2 separate regions of the Mus musculus genome follow, and region 2 is linked to region 1. The links are chromatin contacts, called in public targeted proximity ligation maps. All regions are on one chromosome and are shown on one strand. The core of a region is the stretch at or near the end of the contact, and the rest is flanking DNA. Distances in the headings are between cores, read along the strand shown. Region 1 holds the start of Ifit1 (interferon-induced protein with tetratricopeptide repeats 1). Region 2 holds the start of Kif20b (kinesin family member 20B).

Region 1 (6,035 bases), core at 3,409-5,908:
ATCCAAAGACTTCTAGGAGAATACTGGATTCCAGGCAGCTAGAATGAGGGTCTTAAAGCCCACACCCACAGTGACACACCTACATACACCATACACCCATCGGAATGGCTAAAATCAAAAACTCAATTGACAGCTAATGCTGACTAGGATGTGGAGCAAGGTAAACATTCCCCCATTACTGGTGGGAGTGTGAACTTGTACAACCATTTTGGAAATAATTTTGGCAGTTTCTCAGATAATTAGGAGTGAATCTACATCAAGACCCAGCTCTATCACTTTGGGCATATAACCTAAAGGCATTCCAAAATACCACAAGGACACTTGCTCAACTATGCTCATAGCAGCTTTATTTGTAATAGCCCCAAACTGGAAACAACCTAGATGCCCCTCAGCTGAAGAATGGATACTGAAAATGCAGGGCATTTACACAATGCACAGTACACTCAGCTATTTAAAAAAAAAATCATGCAATTTGCAGGCAAATAGATGGAAATTAAAAATATCATCCTGAGTGAGGTAGCCCAGACCCAGAAACACATGAATGGTATGAACTCACTTGTAAGTGGATATTAGCCATAAAGTACAACATGCTACTATCCACAGACCCAAGGAAGCTAAGTACAAGGAGAGCCCAAGGAAGGATGCTTTAATCTCACTCAGAAGGGAAAATAAAATAGACATTGGAGGTGGATAGAGGAAAGGAGCTGGCTGGGAGAGGGCATGGGGAGGGGAACCGAGCTGAGGATGAGGTGTGGGGAGGGAGAGCTAGAGGGCTGGAGTAGAGAAGGAAAATCTGTGGTGGTGGGGCATCTCTAGGAAGAGCCTGAGACTTGGGATAGGGAAGGACCAGAAGCCTATGGGAGTGACCCCAGCTGAGGTTCCTAGCAGCAGGGGATATAGAGGCTGATGCTGCCACCTCCTGGAGTAAGGAGGAACTTCCAGTAGAAAGAGGGAGACGCTAAAAATCCACAAATCCTTCAACCAAAAATGTGTACAGCTTCCATGTGTAATCTTTCGTTGTTGGCTTAGTCCCTGGGAGCTCTGGGGGCTGGGAGGGTGTGTGTCTGGTTGGTTGATATTGTTGTTCTTTCTATGAGGTTGCAAACCCCTTCAGCTCCTTCACTCCTTCCCTAACTCCTCTACTGGGGTCCCCAGTGCTCTGTCTGATGGCTGGCTGTAAGCATCCACATCTGTATTGATAAGGCTCTGGCAGAGCCTCTCAGGAGACAATTATATCAGGCTCCTGTCAGCAAGCACTTCTTGGCATCAACAATAGAGTCTGGGTTTGGTAGCTGCATATAGGATGGATCCCCAGGTGGGGCAGTCTCTGGATGTCCTTTCCTTCAGTCTCTACTCCATTCCTTGTCCCTGTATTTCCTTTAGACAGGAGCAATTCTGGGTTAATATTTTTGAGATGGGTGAGTGGCCCCATCCCTCAACTGGGGGTTGTGCCTACCCTCAGAATATGGTCTCTACAGGTTCTCTCTCCTCTTTGTTGGGTATTTCAGCTAATGTCATCCCCAATGGAGCCTGGGAGTCTCTTGCTTTCCTGGCATCTGGGACATGCTGGTAGCTATCCCCAGTCCCCCATCCTCCATTGCTATATGCCTCTGTTCAATTTTCTGACTCTCTGTACATTTCCCCCATCTCTTCCCACACCTGATCTCCCTGCTTTTCCCCCTCCATGGAGGGACCCATGACTCCAGTTGCATATGTAGCAGAGGATGGCCTTATCTGGAATCATTGAGAGGGAAGGCCCTGTTCCTGTGAAAGTTAGATACCCCAGCGTAGGAGAATGCCAGTGCGGTGAGGGGAAACCAGAAAGGGGGATAACATTTGAAATGTAAATAAATAAAATAACCAATAAAAATTTTTAAACAAGTATTAGCTAAACCAGGGGAAAAAATGTGTCCTGCCTACAAGATGTGCAGGAATAGAGATGGAGCAGAGATGAAGGGAAGAGCCAACCAATGTCTGGGCCAATTTAAGACCCATCCTATGGAAGAGAGCCAATCCCTGACACTATTAATGATACTCTGTTATGTTTTCACACAGGAACCTAGCAGAACTGTCTCCTGAGAGGCTTCATCCAGCAGCTGAGAGAAACTGATGCAGAGAACACAGCCAAACATCAGGTGGATTTTGGGGAGTCCTGTGGAAGAGTGAGGGAAGGATTGAGCAAGCTGGAGGGATCAAGGTTATCACAAGAAGACCAAAAGGAAAGAAGAAGGAGGAGGAGGAGGTGAAGGAGGAGAAGGAGGAGGAGGAGGAGGAGGAGGAGGAGGAGGAGGAGGAGGAGGAGGAGGAGGAGGAGGAGAAGGAGAAGGAGAAGGAGAAGGAGAAGGAGAAGGAGAAGGAGAAGGAGAAGGAGAAGGAGAAGGAGAAGGAGAAGGAGAAGGAGAAGGAGAAGGAGAAGGAGAAGGAGAAGGAGAAGGAGAAGGAGAAGGAGAAGGAGAAGGAGAAGGAGAAGGAGAAGGAGAAGGAGAAGGAGAAGGAAGAAGAAGAAGAAGAAGAAGAAGAAGAAGAAGAAGAAGAAGAAGAAGAAGAAGAAGAAGAAGAAGAAGAAGACGGTCAACTAACCTGGGTCCATGGGAGCTCACAGAGACAGAACCACCAACCAATGAGCATGCAGGGGCTGGACCTAGGCCCCATACACATTTGTAGCAGATGTGCCACATGATCTTCATGTGGGTCCCCTAAAAGTTGGAGCGAGGGCTGTCTCTACCTTTGTTACTCCCTTTCAGTCTCTTTTTGCTAGCTGGGCTGCCTTGTCTGGCCTCTGTGGGAGAGGAAGCTCTGAGTCCTGCTGCAACTTGATGGGCTGGGGGTGGGGGTGGGTGGTAGTACCCATGGGACATAGGGGCCTTCCCTTGTCAGAGGAGACAGGGAAGAAGGAATAGCCATGGAGGGTGTGATGGTGGAACTGGGCAGCAGTCAGAATGTAAAACAAACAAACAAGCAAACAAACAAACAAAAAGAAAGAAAAAATGAAAAACAAAAGAGAAAAAGGCAATTTTGAGTTAAGAGCCTTATTAACACAATCCTTTCAACCCTGTCCATTTTTAAGTGTTTTAATATTATATTTCAGTGAAGTGTGTAGCCGGTATGTGTATGGGTGAGTGTGTATGTGTGTAACTGTGTTTTTGTTAGTGTGTCTGTGGGGGTGGTGTTATGACATTCGTGTGAAGTCATGTTAGAACACTCTAGATTTAGTTCTTCTCTGCCAGCACGGAGTCAGGGGACTGAACCCAGGAGTCAGGCTTGATAGCAAACACTTTAACTCTCTAACATATACCTAGTTATCTGACTGACACATAACTCTAGGTTCTCTAAAATTAAACTTTACTGGAGAAAGTGACCAGAGGGCCAACTCCTGTCTTGGTGTCAGCTGATGGGGGGGGGGGGTTAGGGCTGTACCTACCTGGTCAAAGATAACTCTCAGGAGAGGCTAGCACTATATCAAGGAGATGGGATTAGATGTTTAACTTCTTTCAATATTTTTAATATATGGAGGTGAGAAGGATGAGCTGAATTTGAGGACCTAGACATCAAAGGTCAGGATAAGGAACTAGACAGCAATAAAGGCTGAGATTACAGGTTAACCAAGACAACAGACTAAAGTATTTGACCTCAACCTGAAACAGTGTGAGCCCCACTGTCTGTAGTTCCCTAGATTGCTATTAGCCCTTAAAATGGTATTTATTTTACGTGTATGAACACACTGTAGTTGTCTTCAGACACACCAGAAGAGGGCATTTAATCCTATTACAGATACTTGTGAGCCACCATGTGGTTGCTGGGAACTGAACTCAAGACCTCTAGAAGAGCAGTGAGTGCTCTTAACCACTGACCCATCTAGTAGCCTTGCTATTAGTGGGATAGCATCAAGGCTCTGAATAACCATCACCCTTTAGGGATTCCATGTTTGGTTCTTGTTAACATGACTATGATTGGTGGAAAGAACCCTTTAGAGTCACCTCAGGAGAAGTTAACACAAAGCATGGCTCTACAGCTCTCTGGGCAATGGGAAACTGTCCTGGTTTATAAAGACTGTATTCCTAAGGCTTCGGATAGGCTGGGAAGCTATGGACCAGTCAATGCAGGTGAATAATGACATCTGTGGAAGATGCTAAGGATAGACACACAACAAACCAGCTAGTATCTTCTTCCACTTCCACAATGCATGAGAACTCACTCTTCCAGTCCCAAACTTTCCCTTTGCCATCCTAAGACCCCCTAGTGCCACATGGGAAAGTCTCACTTCCAAGGAGGAACTGCAGACCTTCAGTTGCTTGGAAGAAAGAACAACACTGCTTCTGAAGATGCCAGTCTGCTTTCCATTTTATCTGTATCACCTCCATCAGCCCCTACCTAACAGATAAGAGTCTCTGGGTGGCAGGGATGTCTCACTCTCTCTCTCTGGACAGCAGTCTGGATCCGACATGTCTGTATCCGTTTCAGAGCCTTCTCCTCATCGATTTCAGTGGAGAATGCAGTAGGGCAAACCCCACAGTGCCCCACAGTGCGTCTCCCTGGATAAACTGCAGGCTTCAGTTTCACTTTCCAGTCTCAGTTTCAGTTTCTCACTGCTGACTGAAAAGAGCACACCCCCTAGCTCACCCAGCCCTTTAAAAAAAACCTGAGCTTCCAGTTGGTGTGACAGTCTGCAAGAGAGCAGAGAGTCAAGGCAGGTTTCTGAGGAGTTCTGCTCTGCTGAAAACCCAGAGAACAGCTACCACCTTTACAGCAACCATGGGGTAAGGATTTCCCTGTTCTCCACTCTGAGGGAACCCAGGACACAGACGTTTGCTAGTGGCTGTTTCTGAGTGTGCCTCTAGCTTCTCTTTCTACTGCTGATGGGGAACAAGGATGCTAATTGTCCTGAGGGTCCAGGGAGTTTGCTTAATGCCCCCACTAAGCTGTGTGCCTGGTGCTGGATGTGTGACTGGAAGCTTGTTTTGATTTTTAAGGCTGTCTCACAGCATGTAGTAGGACGTACCTGGGAGAGAATTTAGTGCATGCTCGGCTCACAAACAAAGATGATTACCAAACAGGCCCTCTGGAATGGAATAAAGGACCACCAGTGCCCACTTGGTGCTCCAAAAGTGAGCAGCAGGTTAGAGTATGCTCCTTCTGATCTTCTGAGGACATAGTCCTTAGAATGTTCCAGCATGTCCTCAGAATCTTCCAGCCTATCCCTCAATGGACCTCTTGAAATGCTGTTCAAGCTTTCTGTTCCAGGCGCATTCATTCCCATCCCTGGCTGGCTAAACAAATAGCCAGGGCAACACCTCTCTCTCTCTCTCTCTCTCTCCCTCCCTCCCTCTCTCCCTCCCTCCCTCCCCGCGCCCCCCCCCCCCCCAGGATTAAGAAACAAAAATGTGTCAATTCTATTCTCTCTGACAAGAGGTATTAAAACCTTTTGGCCAAGAAACTAAATATATATGAATAAATATATATGAATATATGTTATATAAAGCCATGTCAGGAAGTTTGATAAGGTAGAGCAAGTAGAGACCCAGAGACTCGGTGGGCACACAACTGAGGCTTAGGGTATGGTGGGTAAAAGTTCTATACCTGAGTCAAGGGCCCCACACATCACCAGGAAGATAATGTGATTGATACAGTACCACCAACCAGTGGTTCCAGATTTAATAGATGGTGCATGGGGCACTACATCACACCCTGAGCCTGAGTATGGAGATATGGAACATCTGTGTTTTGCAACTGTTCAGAGGAATAGAGCATATAACTAACAAGAAAAAAGGCTCTCCTGCCTACCTCTGAGACCTAGGGAATCAGGTCACCTCTGATCCCTTGAGCCTGTGGGCCCCCTACTCCTATTGCCCTTCTGAAGTCAATTGGTCCAGAAGGTAAGAAGAAGTTTGGTAAGGTAGAGCAGATGCTATGCATAGGTGCATGTACCTCCACCTCAAGACAGAGAGCCCAGAAGGATCCTTGTGAGCCTCCCAGTCAAGGCAGACCTTCCTGGGCTACTGCTGTCCAGTTTTCAGAGTCCTCTGAGCTGTCCTGAC
Region 2 (5,588 bases), core at 1,715-4,214, 280 kb after region 1:
AAAACGACATACCACAAAGTACAAATGTTGATGTACTAAGTGAGTGCTGAGGGAAAGGATTCAATGACTATGGAAGAAATTAAGGAGAAGAAGGATTGGGATTCCACAGTGAAAAACCCAGCATCCCATCCTGAACATATTGTGTTAGACGAATCTGTCACACTTCATTAAGTGGGTGTCTTAGTTCTATTAGTGTGAAGAGACACCATGACCAAGACAACTCTTATAAAGGACAACAGTTAATTGGGGGCTGGCTTACACTTTCAAGGGTTCAGTCCATTATCATGGAAGCATGGCAGTGTGCAGGCAGACATGGTGTTGGAGGAGCCAAGAGTTCTACATCTCCATTGAAAAGAAGCCTCATGGGCAGCTAAGAGATCTCAAATCACACTCCCATAGTGACACACTTTTCCCAATAAGGTCACACTTCCTGATAGTGCCACTCCTTGGGCCAAGCATATTCATACTACCACAGCGGGTAATCGAATATTTCCGTGTAGTTAGGTCTCTGATGTGAGATCTGAGAAGAAAGAATTATTCTCTGGTAAAGACGAATAAAGATGTTGATTATAAGAGTTGGTTAACTTGTCATGTAGAAGCTAGACAGGAGAGAGTAGAGGTCTCAGTACTCATTGTTCCTTTACTTTAGAGCTTGAGTAAAAGAGAAAGGAGACTGGCCAATGAAATGCGAACTATAAAGGGCATGCTATACTAAACTATACTGGGCATGCTTAACCCTGTAGCCCGGGAAGAATGTTTCAAGTGTAAAACATTTATAGTTAACCTGGAAATGCCACTGGGAGTTAGAACCAAATAACAGGAGATCTGTTGGATTTTGTTTTCTCCCCGCCCCTCGTGCCTGGTATCATGTGTCCTAGGCTTGGGATGTTCATATTACTTAACTAGTTAATTCCTAACAATCCTTGATGATACAGATCAAACATTTGCTCTGGTTTCCCCATCACATTCTAAGACAGTTTCTTTTAAAGCACCTGATGTAGTTGTAATTCTGTAAATGTTTTCTGACATGGCTGTTGCCCTATTAGAATTTGTCCTTAAGAGTCTTTGTGCTCACTCTTCTCACCTACTGTCTCTACCACCCTCAAAAACAGTGCACTGCAAATTTCCAACGAATGTTTGCAAAACCAACACATACAAGTGCCCCACGGAGGGCTAAGAATTGTTGGTAACTAGCAAAAGCAACATGACACTGTGAGGTGTGGTAGAAAAATCGGATCCAGGGGGTTAGACTTATCTGAAGGAGCAATGAAAATTGACAAAGCCCATTAGAATCTGACGTCCAGCTAGGGAAGTATGCTAGTACACTCCTATAGTTTCAGCATTGGAAAGAGGCCAAGGCAGCCTGGCCTACATAGAAATTTTGTTTAAAAACAAAACATAAATTCCAGCCTGGGAAGGTCTCTATTTTATTCTTTTCTTTCATATTTACATTTCTTTCTTCATTTTTCCTTCTGGCCTTGTATCTACTTATCTATTCAAATCTACTTATCTTATCTACTATCTTATCCAAACTAGTTCTTCTCAAATTTGATTATTTTGTTTGGGGGAGAAGTGTGTGTGTGTATGAAAGAAGTCAGAGGCAGGGTAGTGGTAGGAGATATAAATTCTGTATCAAGATCGAAAAACACTAAGGTTGTCAAGCTAGTGTTCCAAAAATCCTTCTAATTAAGTGCAATAGCTGAAAATATGATCACAGAAAAGCTAAGGTAACAAAACTTCTTCAACTGATTTTAAATCCCGGTTCCATTTACTTTTCTTCCCCCCCCCCCCCCGAGACAGGGTTTCTCTGTGTAGTCCTGACTGTCCTGGAACTCACTCTGTAGACCAGGCTGGCCTCGAACTCAGAAATCCGCCTGCCACTGCCTCCCAAGTGCTGGGATTAAAGGCATGTGCCACTATCCGGCTTTTTTGTTTTTTAAAAGATTTATATGAGTACACTGTTGCTGTCCTCAGACACACCAGAAGAGGGCGTTGGATCACTTTACAGATGGTTGTTAACCACCATGTGGTTTGCTGGGAATTGAACTCAGGACCTCTGGAAGAGGTCAGTGTTCTTAACCACTAAGCCATCTCTCCAACCCTCCATTTACGTTTGTGCCCATTACTTATTTAGAATGTATTAAATGGGACGGTAGCAATACCTACTTTAAAGGGTTCTTAGCACCAGTCAGACAATCCATTTTATAAAGGTAGTGCCAGCGGAAGCATAAGGTAAATGCTCAATTTACGTTAGCATTATTTTTATTCAAAGTGAAAGTCTAGCCTCAATAGTAAATTCTCGTCATATGAATGTATTAGTAAATTAGCCCTGCACTCAGAGGGTTACTTTAGGGAAGCGGAGAAGGACACATGGGCACTTACATTTTGGGGCACTGCACAGTGCCTCTCAGCGGTAGCTGATTTATGCTTTCAGAAACATCAAAAAGGGGGTATAAAAAGATGAAGGATATGCTCCTAAAATGTATTTTGAGGAAAACGTGTTTCATCCAAGAGGGCCGTCATCGACAAGAAGAATCACTTAAAGAGGGGAGTTAACTTGGTCCCAGGTCGCAAGTCCTTTCTGCCCCGGGGAATGACAGGACTCTGAGGTGTAATAGGAGGAATAGTTTGCCATTCCTCCGCTCCTGGGGGCATCGCGGGAGGCAGTGCGGAGACAGCGGCCTCAGCAAGGCTCGTCATCATGCGGGTCTAGGACGGAACCTGAGACCTGAGTACCGAACAGGTATCGTTAGGGTCAAACCTAATATGGCCCCGAGAAACTCCCAGCTAGGTAGCCCACGAGCGTTGCTACTGCCCCATCGGTCGCCCGGAGCACCGAGTCCCGCCCCCCAGACTTGAAAGCCTTTTCCGGAGGCGGGGGCGAAACTCGGCCGCGAGCGGGTCCAGCCCCCAGGGCTCGCCGGAAGCCCCGCCCACTCCCAGGGTTCAGCGCGGCGCCGAGCCGCCATTGTTTGAATTTGAAAACCGGGAGGAAGTGGAATTCTGCAGGTGGGGAGGCGTGCAGGGACCAGCGATTGCAGTAAGTGAGGAGCTGACGATTTTGGGGGCTCCGAGGGTGGCTGCTTGCACAGAGGGCACGAAGCTGCGACGCCTCGGCCGTGTCAGCGTTGTCGGGGCTCGTGATGCCCGTAGTCTAGGTGCGGGGCTGCTGAAGGTGGGGCTGAGCTTCAGGGAGTTAAGCGAGTTAAGCCTTGAGGCGGAAGACTTCGGTCTGTCTAGGCCTCGGTTTCCTGGTCCGGTAAAGGAGGTACACTTTAGATTCACAGACACTAGTTTTATTAGACACAAAAAGATTTGCCACGTCTGGTTGCCTGAATTCGGGAGGTGAGCAGTTGTTTTGTCACGTGACAAGATCTCTTTCTAGGTTGAGTCCAGTGGGGGCTTTTTTTAAAAAAAAATGTCACATTACTTTGTGGCTAGAAAAGAAGCATATTTGGGTTTTATGTGTATATAAAGGAAATTGAAGTGAGTCAGTTTTAGTCCAGTACTACTTCCGTTGGTCTGTATTTTGAGCCTGTCGTGAAGAGTAAACAAATTTAGATGATTGTCTTTCTACTTAAATAGGGAATCCCGGTGCTAGGTGCTTTAGACTGTTAAATCTGTTTCTTTGAAAAATTAGGAGAGAGGCGACCTTTTCTCTCTGGTATTGTGCATCTGGTAGATGCTTGCTTTCTTTCTTTCTTTTTATTTTTCGAGACAGGGTTTCTCTGTGTAGCCCTGGCTGTCCAGGAACTCACTCTGTAGACCAGGCTGGCCTCGAACTCTGAAATCCGCCTGCCTCTGCCTCTCAAATGCTAGGATTAAAGGCGTGAGCCACTACTGCCCGGCGTGATAGATTCTTAGAAAAAAATTTTTTTAAAGATTTATTTATTTATTATATGTGTGTACACTGTAGCTGTCTTCAAATACTCCAGAAGAGGGCATCAGATTTTTGTGACAGATGGTTGTGAGCCACCATGTGGTTGCTGGGATTTGAACTCAGGACCTTTGGAGGAGCAGTCGGTGCTCTCAACCGCTGAGCCATCTCACCAGCCCCCTTAGAAAATTTTAAATGTTAATTTTTTGGGGGGTGGAGGGTTAGGTTTATCCTATAGGGATTTGATGTGCAATTCAGATTTAATAGTTCAGTGATGGCATTATTCCATATTCACATTCAACCTTGTGATGTGTCAGTTAGTGATTTTCATTGTCGTCATCATCATTATTATTGGAGATTCTGGCTGTGGTACCTCAGGTACCCAGAGTTGCATCCTACTGGGCTAGGACCCAATTCTCTTATTTTAAATGTAAAGTTTATATGCATTATTTCACTTTTTTACTTATAATCGGAAAATAAATAGGAATTTATTTTGCAAATAACCGAGTTTTAGTCCTAAATGTTAAAATTTGGTTTGCAACAATTTTCTGGGAGATACTAAGTAACGAGACTAGCAGAAGATCTTAAGTCATCCCTGCTGTCTCTGCTGTTTGACATGTGAGAGGAGGGTATCAGGCCAAGTGAACAGTTCATATTTTTTTCTTTTGCTAATTGCATTGTTCATGACATGTCTTTGGGTAAATCTACCTAAAAAATTGGATTATGGGCTGGAGAGATGGCTCAGTGGTTAAGAGCACTGAGTACTCTTTCAGAGGTCCTGAGTTCAATTCCCAGCAACCTTCTGTAATGTGATCTCATGCCCTCTTCTGGTGTGTTTGAAGACAGCAACAGTGTACTCATATACATAAAATGAAAAAAATAAATCTTAATAAAATTGGATCACACAAATTATTTTTTATGTTAATTAATTGGTTAATTTGAGACAGGCCCTCACTATATGGATCGGGCTATCTTCAAACTCACAGATTTACCTACTTTTTGCAGACGGGGTGGGTGGTCTGAGCTCATGCTGTCCTATCGAGCTTACTTTTGTTTATTTTGTTTTCCTTTGAGACAAGGTCTTTGGCTTAGATTGTTCTTGGACACCCTATGTAGCTAAGATGACCTGGAACTTGGTGATTTTCCAGGTCAACCTCCCTACGTGTTGGGAGTATAGAGAGCCATGCCATCATACCCCGTGTATGCCTGGGATGGAACCCAGAGTGTTGTGCATGGTAGTCTGTCAGCTCAACTGCATCCAAGTTCCCAGGAGTTCCAAGTAGACTTAACATTGTAGGCGGCTTGCGTGCTGATTTATTAAGGCTGCTTACAGAGGTTGCTTTTCTTCTCGCAGGATGGAATCTCACTTGAATCCAGATGGAGTGCCTAGACCGTCTTACGTTTTTAGTGCTGACCCAATTGCAAGGCCTTTGGAAATCAATTTTGATGGTGTTAAGCTTGATCTCTCTCATGAGTTTTCCTTAGTCGCCTCAAACCCTGCGGTAAGTACAACGTAAGAAAAACACTTGATTATTGTGCGCCAAGGAATCACGGTGCTAGGTACTTTAGATTGTTAAATCCGCTTCTTTGAAAAATTAGGAGAGAGGTGGCCTTTTCTTTCTGGTATTGTGCATCTGGTAGATTATTTTTGTTTGTTTGTTTGTTTGTTTTTTCAAGACAGGGTTTCTCTGTGTAGCCCTGGCTGTCCTGG

Evidence for each region.
Region 2: a targeted proximity ligation map of memory CD8 T cells shows a contact between it and region 1, with 8 read pairs. A contact is called at or near these places in 22 of 39 promoter capture datasets (the 3T3-L1 cell line, 3T3-L1-derived adipocytes, the C10 cell line and 14 more), 2 of 484 Hi-C or Micro-C datasets (both in the G1E-ER4 cell line), 1 of 130 datasets of targeted methods (memory CD8 T cells) and 3 of 9 other capture datasets (liver, macrophages and pancreatic islet).

Annotation. Positions count from the first base shown.
Region 1 is chr19:34,636,231-34,642,265 of GRCm38.p6, forward strand. Ifit1 (interferon-induced protein with tetratricopeptide repeats 1) reads left to right here and starts at 4,659. Exons shown (of 2, transcript NM_008331.3): 1 at 4,659-4,757. The coding sequence starts at 4,753. It also overlaps a transcript of Ifit1bl1 not described here and a transcript of Ifit1bl2 not described here.
Region 2 is chr19:34,919,394-34,924,981 of GRCm38.p6, forward strand. It overlaps Kif20b (kinesin family member 20B), which reads left to right and starts at 2,965. Exons shown (of 32, transcript NM_001362434.1): 1 at 2,965-3,040; 2 at 5,232-5,379. The coding sequence starts at 5,233.